3 separate regions of the Mus musculus genome follow, and all the other regions are linked to region 2. The links are chromatin contacts, called in public Micro-C maps. All regions are on one chromosome and are shown on one strand. The core of a region is the stretch at or near the end of the contact, and the rest is flanking DNA. Distances in the headings are between cores, read along the strand shown.

What was found. A called contact is a pair of places that touch in the nucleus more often than the background predicts.
Region 1: a Micro-C map of embryonic stem cells shows a contact between it and region 2, with 16 times the contacts expected there. The contact joins the promoter of Nkx2-2os here to the promoter of Mafb in region 2. A contact is called at or near these places in 1 of 39 promoter capture datasets (embryonic stem cells) and 3 of 484 Hi-C or Micro-C datasets (all in embryonic stem cells).
Region 3: a contact with region 2 is called in a Micro-C map of embryonic stem cells, with 17 times the contacts expected there. The contact joins the promoter of Foxa2 here to the promoter of Mafb in region 2. A contact is called at or near these places in 1 of 39 promoter capture datasets (embryonic stem cells) and 3 of 484 Hi-C or Micro-C datasets (all in embryonic stem cells).

Annotation. Positions count from the first base shown.
Region 1 is chr2:147,182,701-147,185,400 of GRCm38.p6, reverse strand. It overlaps Nkx2-2os (NK2 homeobox 2, opposite strand), which reads right to left and starts at 1,318. Exons shown (of 6, transcript NR_030769.3): 1 at 1,041-1,318. It overlaps Nkx2-2 (NK2 homeobox 2), which reads left to right. Exons shown (of 2, transcript NM_010919.2): 2 at 844-2,249. The coding sequence ends at 1,406.
Region 2 is chr2:160,365,741-160,368,440 of GRCm38.p6, reverse strand. Mafb (v-maf musculoaponeurotic fibrosarcoma oncogene family, protein B (avian)) reads left to right here and starts at 1,376. Exons shown (of 1, transcript NM_010658.3): 1 at 1,376-2,700. The coding sequence starts at 1,765.
Region 3 is chr2:148,044,598-148,047,297 of GRCm38.p6, reverse strand. Foxa2 (forkhead box A2) reads left to right here and starts at 1,350. Exons shown (of 2, transcript NM_001291065.1): 1 at 1,350-1,471; 2 at 2,474-2,700. The coding sequence starts at 1,385.

The sequences.
Region 1 (2,700 bases), core at 69-2,568, about 13 Mb after region 2:
CGGCTAGCAGTAGAGGGTGGAGGAGGCTTGGGGTATAATAGCTCATCCCTGCCCCTGCATGATTGTAAAAAAAAAAGAAAGAAAGAGAGAGAGAGAGAGAGAGAGAGAGAGAGAGAGAGAGAGAGAGAGAGAGAGAGAGAAAGAAAAAAGAAAGAAAGAAAGAAAGAAAGAAGAAAGAAAGAAAGAAAGAAAGAAAGAAAGAAAGAAAGAAAGAAAGAAAGAAAGAAGGAAAGAAAGAAAGAAAGAAAGAAAGAAAGGAAGGAAGAAAGAAAGGAAGGAAGGAAGGAAGAAAGAAAGAAAGAAAGAAAGAAAGAAAGAAAGAAAGAAAGAAAGAAAGAAAGAAAGAAAGAAAGAAAGAAAGAAAGAAAGAGAAAAACTATGTGGTGCGTGCAGCGGCGGGTGTGGGTGTCCATCCAGAAAGTCCGAAAGCAAAAGCGAAAGCCCCCCAAACCTGGTTTACCCCGCCAAGCCCATCAATGCTGGGATTGTGAGGTTTTCCTTTTAAAAATCTGCCCACGTCTCTCCAAAGAGGAAACTGTTTAAGGGGTCCAGAGCCCTTAACCCTCAATGACCGTCCACACTCTGCGCTTCGCACTAAATTCTCCTGAATAGTGGGAACCCCTAGAAACTTATGCCTCAGAGCCCCCGCTGCGCAGACTCTCCTCTGAACCCTAGCAGACCCCGACGGCTTACTCGGGCGGGGATTGCTGCAAAGGCAGCGGGTCTGGGCTGGTCCAGTGGGCCAAGGGCCCACGGAAGAGCCCTGGGACTCCGGGTGACCCAGGTGGCACTTGGCCTCCAGCCGCCTGATGCGCTTCTCTTCCCCCCCCCCCCCCCACCCAGTGCACGGGCTGGCGGCCAGCGCTCCCCCCCAAGACTCGAGCTCCAAATCCCCAGAGCCCTCGGCTGACGAGTCACCGGACAATGACAAGGAGACCCAGGGCGGCGGGGGGGACGCAGGCAAGAAGCGGAAGCGCCGAGTGCTCTTCTCCAAAGCGCAGACCTACGAGCTGGAGCGGCGCTTCCGGCAGCAGCGGTACCTGTCGGCGCCCGAGCGCGAGCACCTGGCCAGCCTCATCCGTCTCACGCCGACACAGGTCAAGATCTGGTTCCAGAACCATCGCTACAAGATGAAACGTGCCCGGGCGGAGAAAGGTATGGAGGTGACGCCTCTGCCCTCGCCGCGCCGTGTGGCAGTGCCGGTCTTGGTCAGGGACGGCAAACCGTGCCACGCGCTCAAAGCCCAGGACCTGGCAGCCGCCACCTTCCAGGCAGGCATCCCCTTTTCCGCCTACAGCGCGCAGTCGCTGCAGCACATGCAGTACAACGCCCAGTACAGCTCGGCCAGCACCCCCCAGTACCCGACAGCACACCCCCTGGTCCAGGCCCAGCAGTGGACTTGGTGAGCGCCGCCCCTCCAAGACTGGAGGCCTTAGGCCCTGGCCCCACCCCAGCGGCGCCGGTGGCGAGGAGGACTCGATCCTTACCACGGTTGTTATTATTATTATTATAATTATTATTATAGAGTCGAGTCTGACTTTCGACTCAGTTGAGGAGGCACAGGGAGGTTGCCTGTGCCTCCCCGAGTGGCAGATTCCATTGACTCTGCCCCATCGCTCTCCCCTTTGAACTTTTGGAGAGGATAGAACTCTAAGCCGTGTTTACAGAATGTTTGTGCAGCTTTGCTTCTTTGCCTCTCTCTCCCTGAGGGGACCAAACCATCCCAACGTTAACGTTGTCACTTGAAAAGAGAAAGGACCAACCGGCCCCCACCCCACCCCACCCCCGCACTGCTTTCGTGAATTTTGTAAACTATGTTTGTGTGAGTAGCGATATTGTCAGCCTTCTAAAAGCAAGTGGAGAACACTTTAAAATATAGAGGATTTCTTTTTTTATAAGAAAATGCTAAATATTTATGGCCATGTACACGTTCTGACAACTGGTGGCAAATTTCGCTCTTCGTTGTAAATATCGCTAGTGATCGTTGCCAAATGACGTTCTGGATGGGCCTGTATCCCCACCGGGCCTGCCTCTCTTTGTCGTTTGTTTTCGGTGGGTTATGTTTGAGTTGCAGCGGGTTTTTATTTTTATTTTTATTTTTATTTTTAATTTGTTCAGTGCAAACATTTTTCAACTATGAAAAAGGAAAATATGTGTAGGGAACTCACCCCCGGGCCCCCTTTTTCGTCTCCTGAGCATCGGAGCTTGGAACTCAGCAGTTTCACGTGGTTTCCCCAAGAGCGCCGGGCGCTGAAAGCTTTCGATTTTTTTAAATAAGAATTTTAATAAAAATCCTGTGTTTAAAAAAACAAACAAACACAAAACCAAGCCCAGTTCTTGAGTTTGTTACTTTCCCTCCCGGGCCGAGTTGGAAGGGGCGTCAACCTCAAATCTGGAGCCTAGGGCTGTATTCTGGGCTAGTTCTGGCGTTTCCTCTCGCAGCGCAGTGGCCGCGGGGTTATCCAGACAGTGGAGGAGTGCACGGGATAGGCCTCAGGCGGGCTGACCCAAACGATTCCGCGCAGGACCAGAGCAGCTTGGCCTTCAGCCTGCTAGCCAGTGGTCCAAAGTCCTTGTTGGCCTGGCGCTCTCCGGCTTCTGTGCACTCTCTGAATCCCCAACAGGGGGAGGGAAAGTGACTTTGGGTAGCGCCAAACAAGGAAAGCAAGCCCCCCTCACTCGCCCAAATCTCTGAGTGGC
Region 2 (2,700 bases), core at 127-2,626:
TCCCGTCTGCGTTCCGGAGAAGTTTCTCATCCGGTAGCCCTGAACCTTCGTCACCTGGCGTTTTCAGTTTAGAATACTGATCTTCCCAGCTCAGGACCTTTCCTGAGAGGAGTAGCCCACAAGCACACCTGGAAGGCTTGCATATGGAATTTCAGAAAAGGTGAGCAGAGAGGGTTAGTGGTTGAGTCCAAAGATGGGGTCGGAGGGCCTGTGCATAGTTCCAGAGGAGTCTGCCCTGGCTTTCAGGCCGCACACAGCCTGCGTTCAGGCCTGGCTTGGCCGGATCAGTTAGCTGGACCTGCACGGGTCCGAGACGCCATCCAAGCCTTCCCTCCCGCAAAGAACAAACCGGTTCAGGGCGCCGTTGCGCACCGTGGCCACTTGGGGTCGCACTTTATGCCTGTTTGAATCTCCTTGCAGCCGTCAGAAGCTTGGATCAGCTTAATCCTTACAAAACGTTCAGACAAAAACAGGGCCGGGTTCCCCAGCATCCCAGAGCCACTGAGTGCACAGACCGGTGTTGGTCTCGGCTCTGAGCCTCGGAGTTGTAAGGTTTCCACACGACTGGCAAGTGAAAGGTATTCAGAGCCTTTGGGCCAACTCTGTTTGTTTGTTTATCTTCTTTGGGAGCGTTTGGGGGTGTGTGTGGGGGGGTGGCGAATGCACGGAGCTGCGAGACCACTGGAGCTCTGTCTTCTGAGCTCAATCACTGAACCGGCTAAGAGAGGAACAGCGTCTCTTGGCCCGAGGAACCTTCCTAGAGGTTAAGAGTTAGATCTGAACAGAACTCTTGGAGCCCCAACCCCGCCCTCCCCCACCGCATACATTAGCGCAGACAGAGCTACCGAAACACAGGCACGCACCACACACATTCACTCGGCCCGCGGCGCCGAGGACACACGGAGCGTCGCCCACTGGGCGGGGGCCGCTTGGGAACAAAGGGCCAGGGAAGCGACATCCCGGGCGCTTATTCTGAGCCTACTTGGGGGTGACACGGGCCGAGGGTGGGAGTGTAAAGAGTATGTAGGGAGGCGTGAGTGCAGACAGCGGGGTGGGAACGGCGGCTTGGTCCAGAAGTGGGGCGCGCACTGAAGGCAAGCGTGCGGGAACCTCGACTCAGAGGGTGTTGGGGGTTGGGACCAGGCGGTCCGTCCCACTCGGCTCCAGCCCTCCTCCAGGCCTCAACGGCTTCGGGGCTCCTCCGGTCTCCAGTCAGCTGACGCGGGGGGGCGGGGGAGCTGTCAGGCACGCCCCGCCCAGCGTCGCTGGGCCGCGGGGGCCGTGCAGCCATTGGCCAACACGCCGGGCCGCTTGGGCCCCCGCGCTCCAGTGACATCAGGAAGCGATAAAAGGCGGCGGCGGCGCCAGCTCCTGCACAGCTGCACCGCCGGGCTGCGAGCGGCTGCAAGCAAGAAAGCCCTAGAGCCAAAGAGTCGGAGAGCGAGCGGCGGGCGCTTGCCCCGCGCCTCCCCTCTGCCCCTGCGCGCACCTCGCCGGCTTCTCTACCCTGCCCCGGCTCGACCTGACTCGTTCCCGGCGCGCTCGCAGCCCCAAGCTCCGGGGCAGCTCAGGCAGCCTCGGGAGGACTCTCCGGCGCGCCGCCGCGTCCCCAGACAAAGGCTTGGCCGGCGGCCCCGGCCCGCTGCGCCCTCGGCTCCCCGCCTCCCCGGCTTGCCGCTCTTCGCCCCCGCGTTTGGCTCGGCGCGTCCCGGCCGGCCGCAAAGTTTTCCCCGCGGCAGCGGCGGCTGAGCCTCGCTTTTAGCGATGGCCGCGGAGCTGAGCATGGGGCAAGAGCTGCCCACCAGCCCGCTGGCCATGGAGTACGTCAACGACTTCGACCTTCTCAAGTTCGACGTGAAGAAGGAGCCCCTGGGGCGCGCGGAGCGTCCGGGCCGGCCATGCACACGCCTGCAGCCTGCTGGCTCGGTGTCGTCCACCCCGCTCAGCACTCCGTGCAGCTCCGTGCCTTCTTCTCCCAGCTTCAGTCCGACTGAACCGAAGACCCATCTCGAGGACCTGTACTGGATGGCGAGCAACTACCAGCAGATGAACCCCGAGGCACTCAACCTGACGCCCGAGGACGCGGTGGAGGCGCTCATCGGTTCGCACCCAGTGCCCCAGCCGCTGCAGAGCTTCGACGGCTTCCGTAGTGCGCACCACCATCACCACCACCACCACCCTCATCCGCACCACGGGTACCCAGGAGCAGGTGTGACTCACGATGACCTGGGCCAGCACGCTCACCCGCACCATCACCATCATCACCAAGCGTCGCCCCCGCCGTCCAGCGCTGCCAGTCCCGCGCAACAGCTACCCACTAGCCACCCGGGGCCGGGACCGCACGCAACAGCCGCGGCGACGGCTGCGGGCGGCAACGGTAGTGTGGAGGACCGCTTCTCTGATGACCAGCTGGTGTCCATGTCGGTGCGTGAGCTGAACCGCCACCTGCGGGGCTTCACCAAGGACGAGGTGATCCGCCTGAAGCAGAAGCGGCGGACCCTGAAGAACCGGGGCTACGCCCAGTCGTGCAGGTATAAACGCGTCCAGCAGAAACATCACCTGGAGAACGAGAAGACGCAGCTCATTCAGCAGGTGGAGCAGCTTAAGCAGGAGGTGTCCCGGCTGGCCCGCGAGAGAGACGCCTACAAGGTCAAGTGCGAGAAACTCGCCAACTCCGGCTTCAGGGAGGCGGGCTCCACC
Region 3 (2,700 bases), core at 101-2,600, about 12 Mb after region 2:
TAACACCTAGAAGCTAAAGAGAAAAGAAACTGAAATTTTCAATTTTTATAAGACAGTCCTGGTCTCTGCAGGCAGAGAACACAGATCCTCCTGAAGTCATCCCACAAGGCCCATTATTGATTTTTTTTCTCCTGCCCTACCCCCACCTACTGCCCTGTTTGTTTTAGTTACGAAATGCTTTGGGCACCTTGGATTTAACTGAAAAGTAACCTTGAAACACCGAGGCCCTCATGCCAGAGGCAAATCGCTGCCTCCCGGGTATTGGCTGCAGCTAAACGGGTCTCTCCAGGCCGACTGAGGTGGGTAGCCAGAAAGAGGACTGAGGTAACTGACGACCAGGGCGGCCAGACCACGCGAGTCCTACGCGCCTCCTGAGGCCGCCCCGGGACTTAACTGTAACGGGGAGGGGCCTCCGGAGCAGCGGCCAGCGAGTTAAAGGTGTGTACACAGTTTTTCTAAATAGGACAGCGCTTTGCAAATTGGCTGTCACCTGCTTGTTGTTTTGACAGGGAATGTGCACTAAAAGGGAGGAAACCCGAGATAAATAAATCTGGCTTGCCTCGCTTTGCAGGCCACCAAGGCGGTACGCGCCTTCGGATTGACGAACCCCGTGCTTGGGGCGATGAGGAGGGGCGGGGCGGGAGCAGGAGACCTGAGTTTCTCCAAGGGTGGCTTGATCCCAGGTCTCTGGGTCCACGGAAGACTCCCCGTGGACGTAAAGGAAGGGACTCCACCAGGGCGCCAGCACGCCTGCTTGCAGGTCGGGGTCTTGGGAGTGCCAGGGACAGCAGGAGATGGGCTAGCTCGGGGCGCCCAGCGGCAGGTGCGGAACGCTAGCCCTGGCTTCCTCTCACCTAAGTGTGAGCTGATTATTCAAATGGGCTGCCCGGGGTCTGGGGATTGGAGGCCAGCGCCAGCGCACCGCGCTATATCACCAGCCGCTCACGTCATTGCGGCACTTGTCCGCTGCGCGGTCCACACCTCCTCCTCCTCCTCCTCCCCCTCCTCTCGCTCTCCCCCCGCCCGCCCCCACGCCGCTAGCTTCCCGCCGCCTCCCGGCAGCTCGACACTGCCAGCCTCAGCCTGCACCGGCAGCCCCGGGAGCGCGGCGACAGAGTGCACGCCCGACGGCGAGTCTCGGGTTCCGGCCTCCAGGGTTCTTCGGCCCCCTCCTCCGCCAGCCACCTTCCCGCCCACTCCCAGCTACTTCCCGCCGCAGGCCGCGGGAGAGAGAGAGGAAGTGGAGTCCAGAGAGGGAGAGAGGGGGAGCGCGAGAGAGGGCGGGAGGGAGGGGACGGTACCATTGCTGACTTTTTTTTTTAAGAGGGTGGGGGTGGGGGCTGATTGCTGGTCGTTTGTTGTGGCTGTTAAATTTTAAACCGCCATGCACTCGGCTTCCAGTATGCTGGGAGCCGTGAAGATGGAAGGGCACGAGCCATCCGACTGGAGCAGCTACTACGCGGAGCCCGAGGTAAGCTCTTGCCCTGGCCAGGGAGAAGTGGGGTGACAGCTATCTCCGCGTCCCCAGCCTCCGCACGCTCCCTTCACCGGTACCCGCCCCCCCACCTCTAGCCTTCCTGGACAGCCGCCTTTTCCGCCCTCCTTCTACTCAAATGGGTCTCTTTTTTATACGACACACTGTTAGCCTTGAGATAATATTAACTTTGTGATCAAATATTGACTTGCGGCGCCTCCAAATCCTCTTCGTGGCCGAGCCACGCACTATCCTAACAGAGTTATGTTTGGCAGCGCGCGGCTGGGGAGGGGTGGGAGGTCGGCTGGCGAGGGGGTGGGGAGCTGGGGAAGAGAAGGTGGGTAGGAGTTGGGGACAGAGGTACAGGCAAAGAATCAAAGACCAGTGGACAAAGAGAAAAAAAGTTTGTCGCTACGAAGCCGGGACACTAACAGTTCCTAGCCGAGTTGGCGGTCCCTTCCTTATTCCTCCACGCGATGCCTCCAGCTGCTCCCGGACTCTGTGCAGGCACTGCGCTTCACTCCCCTATGACTAAGGAGTGGGGTCCCGGTACGAAACCCCAGAATAGAGGACACTGAGATGATTTTCGCTTGAGACTGCCCCAGTGAGGTTCCAAAGGTGGCTTTTGACTACCTGGGATAGCAACGGAGATTTCCGGCCTCGGTGCTGACTCAGTGTGCTGGCCAGCTGATTTGAGGAGCCCCTAGGGAGAGTAAAATACATTTGGGGCGCCTGAGTTGGCGGTGGTCCAGGTCACTGAAGTTCTAGAATCTGGGCGAGGCTGAGCCTCAGGTCCCGCTGGCCCTAGGGCGATCTCTTTTCCGGCTCTCTTTGGGGCCCAGAGGACTTGGTGTTGGTGCACTGGGATCCAGGGAAAGCAAGAGATTCCAGAGGCTTGCACGAATTGCGGGGGACTGGGTCCAACTGGTGGGTGGGTGGGAAGATCGGGCGAGCTCAGCCTAGGTGCTAACCTGTCTCCTCCCCGGGCTCTGTCCGCAGGGCTACTCTTCCGTGAGCAACATGAACGCCGGCCTGGGGATGAATGGCATGAACACATACATGAGCATGTCCGCGGCTGCCATGGGCGGCGGTTCCGGCAACATGAGCGCGGGCTCCATGAACATGTCATCCTATGTGGGCGCTGGAATGAGCCCGTCGCTAGCTGGCATGTCCCCGGGCGCCGGCGCCATGGCGGGCATGAGCGGCTCAGCCGGGGCGGCCGGCGT